Linked DNA regions of Muntiacus reevesi: region 1 is linked to region 2. A link is a contact called in public Hi-C data. All regions are on one chromosome and are shown on one strand. The core of a region is the stretch at or near the end of the contact, and the rest is flanking DNA. Distances in the headings are between cores, read along the strand shown. Region 1 holds the start of FAAP20 (FA core complex associated protein 20). Region 2 holds the start of MORN1 (MORN repeat containing 1).

The links. Hi-C and Micro-C count contacts between places; a contact is called where the count stands out from the background.
Region 1: a Hi-C map of blood shows a contact between it and region 2, with 2.8 times the contacts expected there. The contact joins the promoter of FAAP20 here to the promoter of MORN1 in region 2. A contact is called at or near these places in 2 of 3 Hi-C or Micro-C datasets (blood and muscle).

What each region holds. Positions count from the first base shown.
Region 1 is chr5:96,558,260-96,561,257 of mMunRee1.1, reverse strand. FAAP20 (FA core complex associated protein 20) reads right to left here and starts at 1,350. Exons shown (of 4, transcript XM_065935921.1): 1 at 1,245-1,350; 2 at 824-959; 3 at 427-734. The coding sequence starts at 1,306.
Region 2 is chr5:96,417,597-96,420,597 of mMunRee1.1, reverse strand. It overlaps MORN1 (MORN repeat containing 1), which reads right to left and starts at 1,539. Exons shown (of 14, transcript XM_065936867.1): 1 at 1,415-1,539; 2 at 888-959; 3 at 1-57. The coding sequence starts at 1,523. It overlaps RER1 (retention in endoplasmic reticulum sorting receptor 1), which reads left to right and starts at 1,757. Exons shown (of 8, transcript XM_065935918.1): 1 at 1,757-1,919.

The sequences.
Region 1 (2,998 bases), core at 101-2,600, 140 kb before region 2:
CGGGGAAGGTTGCCAGAGGAACCATAACAAAAAACTGCTCTGTGACCCACAGCCCAAACTGGCCCTGGAGGCAGTCTCACCAGAGGATGCCAGTCACCACCAAGTTCCCGGATGTCAGTGTGGACCCCATTAGAGCCAGAGCCTCCCTGCCCTCCCACTGTAGGGGCCACGTCTGGGAGGCTGCAGCCTGTCAGCAGGGCCCCAGGCCGGTGTACCTGCAGGGGGACCTTCAAACCCAGCCCTGTGCCCTCTGGCTGATCAGCACCACCTCTGCACTTTGCCAACTTTCTATGCATGAAATTTCACTTTAAAAAGTCAAAGTTGAGCTCAAGTACCCTAGCCTTCAGAAATTGCCTGTGGTTTCCAAACAGGGCAGGGGCCACAGGGGTGGCAGTGGAGGGGAGGGAGGCCCAGGGGGCCACTCACCCGGGGGAGAAGTCGACTTGGCACATGGGACAGCTCTGCAGGGTTGTCGCCGTGTCCGCCGACGGCTGTCGCTGGGAGGGCTGCTCCTCCAACGGCTGCTCCTCAGCGCTGGGGGTTCCGCGGAGCTGGGGCGCTGGGTGTTCTTGGGGGGACCCCGTGCGCCCCCGGGCCGCACTGAGCACAAGATCGGGGCCGCCCGAGTCCCCGCCTCGCCCCGGCGGGGGCGGCGGGAAAGGCGTCCAGAAGAAAGTCTCGGTTCCCACGGTGAATCTTTCCGGGGGCGGGCGCTCAGGGGTGCGACTGGGCTCCTGCAAGAAGAGATCGTCGGACCGCGCCCGCCTGCCCGCCCTGGCCCAGCTGGAGACCCGGGGCCACGCGGGGGCCACTGCACACGCACCTGGCCGGGGAAGGCGGGCAGCGGCGGCAGCTCGCCGTCCACGTTCAGGTCTGCGCTTGCGATGCGCAGCAACTGAGTCCACAGCTTCTCGCACTCGCCGCCGTCCGGGAGGGACCCGTGGGGATTGCTCGGAGGTCTGGGGCGGCGAGGGTGGGCATAATAACTCAGCGCGGGGGAAGCGGGGAGCGAAGCCCTCGGGGAACCGAAAGGAGGACTCAGCGGGGAGAGACTAGGGGTGCAGCTCTGCAGCCGGGAGGGAGTGGGGTGGGAGGAGGGCTGACGGGGCGGGTTCGAGGCGGGTTCCAGGGAGCACGTGGGGACGTGACACCCGGCTACCACTTGGCCGGGGACACGAGGCCCCACCCGGGACGCTTCCCGCCCCCAGGTCCGCGCCGTCCCCAGCCCCAGCCCCCGACCTCACCTGGCCCTCGAGGGTGGCTTCCGACGGCTCAGACTCAGCCGCGACCTCCGCGTAGCCTCCATCCGCCCAGACGCCGCGCGTCCGGCGGAAATGAGCGGCCGGCGCGCCAGACCCCGCCCCCGACACAGACCCCGCCCACAACAAGACACACCCCCAGGACCCCGCCCCGGGCAGCCCCGCCCAGATAAGACAGGTCCCAGGGGCCCCCTCTTCAATGACCCAGCACCACCCAAAGACCTCTGTGGACCCAAACTCTCACTCCCACCGGGGCGCTGGACTCGACCCCCAGACTGTGAGGTGACCTCCCTCTTGTGGCAGTATCGGAGGGAGGTAGACGGAGGCCAGGGTTGCTCCTTCCCTCGCGATGGCAGGACTGAGGTCGCGAGGCTGCCTTGCCCTGAGGGAGACATTTTCCAGCTGAGCCAGGGGTTGCCGACCTCACCCCTTAGGCCCGGGTCTGCAGAGACCTCCGAGGAGGAGGAACTGGGCAGGAAGGCGGCCGGGGGCCCTGGCGTCCCCACCCGCCGCTGGTCCTGACTCTGCCTCCTTCCTCTGCCTGGACAATCCTGAGCCTGGGAGATCGTTTCCAGGACGTCCGCGTTTCCTTACAGGAGGCAGGAGCCTAGTTTCCTTAATTAAGAGACGGAGAAGTGAGAAGACCAGGACCCGGGTCCTCGGAGGGCCTGCGAGGGGCTTCCTGGACACCGTGGGCCCTGGGCGCTCTCTGAGCCAGCGACCTTGCAATCCGCCGCTTGGTGGCAGCAGATGCCCAGCCACCCTTGTCCGTTCCGCTGGTGCAGTCGGTGCCCTGGTGTCCCATCAGGGCTGAGAGGTGCAGGGGGTACTGGGTGGCAGCCGGCTCCTCTCCAGGCCACAGGCAGATGCTGCCGTGGTCATGAGCTCTCTCTGGCTCCCCTCCAGCCCCACAGCTTCGGGGACTCTGTTCTGCACCCCATTCTGCAGGAGCTACCATAGCCTCCTCACCTCCGCCCCTCTTCACATCACAGACTGCCTTTTCCAACTCGGGTCTGTGGCACGCTCCAGCCCCTGGGCATCCCAGTCCCCAAGCTGAGGCCACCCAAGTGACCTCCATCCAGCTGCCACGCAGACCTCCAGAGCAGAGTGGACTCTCCTGGGCCAGGGACTGGTCTAGAAGCTGAAGACGCCTGGGGGAGCGAATGAGACAGAGCTCTCACCTGGAGCCTGCCAGCTCCTGGGAGACAGCCTGTGCGTGTCTAAACAAGGGTACTGCTGCAGTGGGTGGTCTCGGGGCCCCAGAGGAGGTGACCTGCCACTTTCCCAGGTGAGAGAAGCCCACGTGAGGGGATTCACAGGCGGACCTGGAATGTCTCGGGGACTGGTTGACTGAGGACCCCCATATGGCTCGCGTCTGTGATCCCCAGCCACAGCCCCACTACCCTCTCCCTGGCTTCAGTCTCCACTCCTTCAGAGCTGTTCCCAGAAGCGTCACTGCATATCTGCATGCCCTCCTGGAGACTCCCAGGAGGAATACCAGTCCTCCCCAAGGCAAGCAGGACCTACCAGGCCTCAGACAGCCAGCCTGTGCCCAGCTCTCAGGGCATGCTGGGAAGCTGTGTGGAGACATCTCTGTGAGCAGCTGATCCCCACAACAGGAACCCTGGGGTCTTCAGCGTCCCAGCCACTTCCTCTAAGGACCTCACACCGCCAGCTCCCAGACCCAGGAAAGGTAGCTTGAGGAAGGAGCCAGGAGGGTCTCAGGTGGACCCAAGACA
Region 2 (3,001 bases), core at 290-2,789:
CGTCCACAAAGTCGCCTTCGTAGTAACTCCCATCTTTAAACAGCAGCTTCCCCTGACCTGGTGAAAGACATCTTGATGTCAGGCTGTGGCTGGGAGTGACCGCTGAGGCCTGTGTGCAGCTGGGCTCGTTTCTCAGGGAGAAGAGCAGGTCGCAAGGTCTTTGTATTTGCTTCTGTCCGGGCCATCAAAAGCTCAGGGATCCTGCCTCTAGATCTCCTCAGAGGGCACTTGATGGCCACCTTGCCTTTGTCAGCACAGGTGCAGAGGGATGTTGGGGGGAGAGAGAGAGAGAGAGAGAAAAGCATGGGGTGACACTGAAAAATATATTTTTAAAAGAAGGGACCACTTTGTCCAGGTCAGGAAGATTTCAGCACAAAAGGGAGAAACACCCATGTGGCAAAAACACTACCATAAAAGTCAAAAGTCTCAAAATACACTGGTAGCCAATTGATAAAGAAATAGTTCATGAGAAAATACTGGAAGATCAATCCTCTGGCAGAAAAATAGGCAGAGGCTTCGAGCAGACAGAACCCCAAACTGGCATAAAACTGTGATGGTAAACTTTGGAAAGTCCAGGTCTGCCTCTGGGGTGGACGCCAGGGGACTCTCACTTGCTATTTGTTCTCCTTGCTGTTTAGATTTTTTTTATAAAAATGGTCAGGCTCTTCATATTCAAGGAAAAAATAAAGACAGTTTTCATCAGCACCAAGGCAGCTGAATGGGTCCCCCACTCTGCAGGAGATGGCCCCTCATGGGTATGAGTGAGGGCCTGGTGCAGCTGGCATGAGTAAGGGCCTGGTGTGGTGGGCACTCACGTGGCCCCAGCTCCTCTGGGATGTGTGCTGTTAGTGGAATGGCTACAGCAAGAGGCCATAGCCTGTCCTTACCGTGTTTCTTGCCTCCTCTCCATTCTCCTTCATATCGAAAGAAAGAATTTGGATAAACGTAGACACCATAACCTGAAGGTTGAAAGGACACCCAGGTGAGCACCAGGTACAGATGACGTGGCTGACGACCAGCACGCACATTCCAGATGTCTGTCTTGACCTCTTAGTGAGCCTCACCCACACTGCTCCCCAAAGGCTGTTTGGGTCACAGTGCTCCCTGTTCATCCATTTATACAGCAGACATGCTGAGCGCCCAACCCGTGCAGAGGCGCCCGCCCCGCCAACCTGGGTCTGGAGAGGTCCTCAGTTCCTCCCAACTGGGTCTCCAGGCCCCAGCCGGTTCTGCTATTCGGGGCCTGGGACCCCGCCCATACCATGGGCACCCAAACACCTGAGTTGGGGACGACAAAGCTCCCAGGGGTGCAAGCTGGGTTCGTAGTGAAGGTGCGGGAATGCTCAGCGAGTGCCCGGACCTGTCCGCCTCCCTCCCTTCCCGGCGGAGGCCCGGTAGTGTAGTCGGCCATTACCGTCCCGCGGTGGCCTCCCTGGAAGCTCCCGGCGCGGCATGCAGGTGGTCGCGCGCCCCTCACTGGCGGACGCCATCTTGCCGCTAGAGGTTTCCATTAGCAACCGCATAGTTCTTCTCTACTGGCTCGTTGGTTGTGAAGGGGCGTGGCCTCTAGTCAGTCCTTGGGCGTTACCAAGTTCTGGAGCTGAACTATCTGGGCCGGGAGCCAGAGGACTCGAATGCGCTTGCGCAGCACGGCGAATTTCCGCCGCTTATGTCTCTTCCGCCGACGTGACAGCCCAGCCAACGGCCTGGGCCCTCGCACCGGAAGCGGAAATGGTTGGAGGCTCTCGGCCCCGCCTCGGCGGCCATCTTGGAAGCCCGGGAGGCGGTGCCGCGCAGGACTGAGCGGAAGTGCTCGGTCTCCCCTTCCCGGACCTAGCGAAACGCCGGCGCGGCAGCCCACCCGCGTCCTCTTTCCCGCGGCCCCCGGGAGACCGCGCTCGGCCGCAGTGGACCGCGAGGTGCTGGCGGGCGGGGCGGGGGTCAGGCGGGCGCCATGGTCCTGAGGGGCGCGCGTGAGGCTGGGGCCGGGCCGGACCCCAGGGGTCGCCGCGGTGACCGGCCCCAGTCCCCTGGTAGCGCCTCCTGGGAGGGGTCGGCTGCCTGCCCGGGGCCGTGGGACTTCGGTGTCCTCGCCGATCCAGGGTGGCCTGCGGGATTTGGGTAGGAAACGCCGCGGTGGACTTGGGTCTCTCGGGGTCGAGTCCTGGCCCTTCTGCAAACCGAAGCTCCCGAGCGCTCGGGCTGACCCGCCCGACGGCGCCCCGCCTGTCCCACAGCTGCCTCCGGAAACCTGCCCCAGGCACCTGGGCCTGGGAGCGTCCCGGGGCGCCTGCTACTTGGTCGGGTTGGTCTCACTCCCGGAGATGTGTAAGGTGGCGCACTCCTCGTAGGTGAATATAGGGCCCCCAGGTCTTGGTGGTGCAGGTGTGGTGGAGACGGGAAGGTGGTCATGCCCAGGGAAAGGAGCCAGCCGTGATCCCTGACCGAGCACTCGGGTGGATGAGGTCTGGAAGGGTTTTTCAGCGAAGGGAACAGCATCGGAGGATGAAAGTGTGGGAAATTACCAGTCTCGGGACCCAGGGGAAAGGGTCGGGGGAATGAGGGTAGACATAGAGGGTGCCAGGCAGGACTGTCCTCTGTGTGGGATGCGTCTGTGTGGGGACAGCTTCACAGACAGGTGCAGTGATGACTGATACTCTGCACACAGACTCGCAGAAGTGATACTACTGGTCTCTGTTTGGAACAGTTTGATCTTGCTTTTTTCTTTGTTTCCTTTGTGGCTGAGCCTGAGTCAGTGACATCTGACAGAGAACTTAACCCACTGCTAGCTCTGTCCCGGGCCTGGTGGATATCGGACCGGCAGCGGAGGGACAAGGCTCCCTCTCCAGGAGCTTGCATTCTAGTAGGAGGAAATAGAGAAATGAGGCAGAAAGCAGTCAGAAGTGATTGTCCAACAAAATAGAACAGGGTGATGTGATCTGAGTGACAGGCGCCAGTTGGACAGTCATGGAAGGCCTCTTTGAGGAAGTGGCCTTGGAAC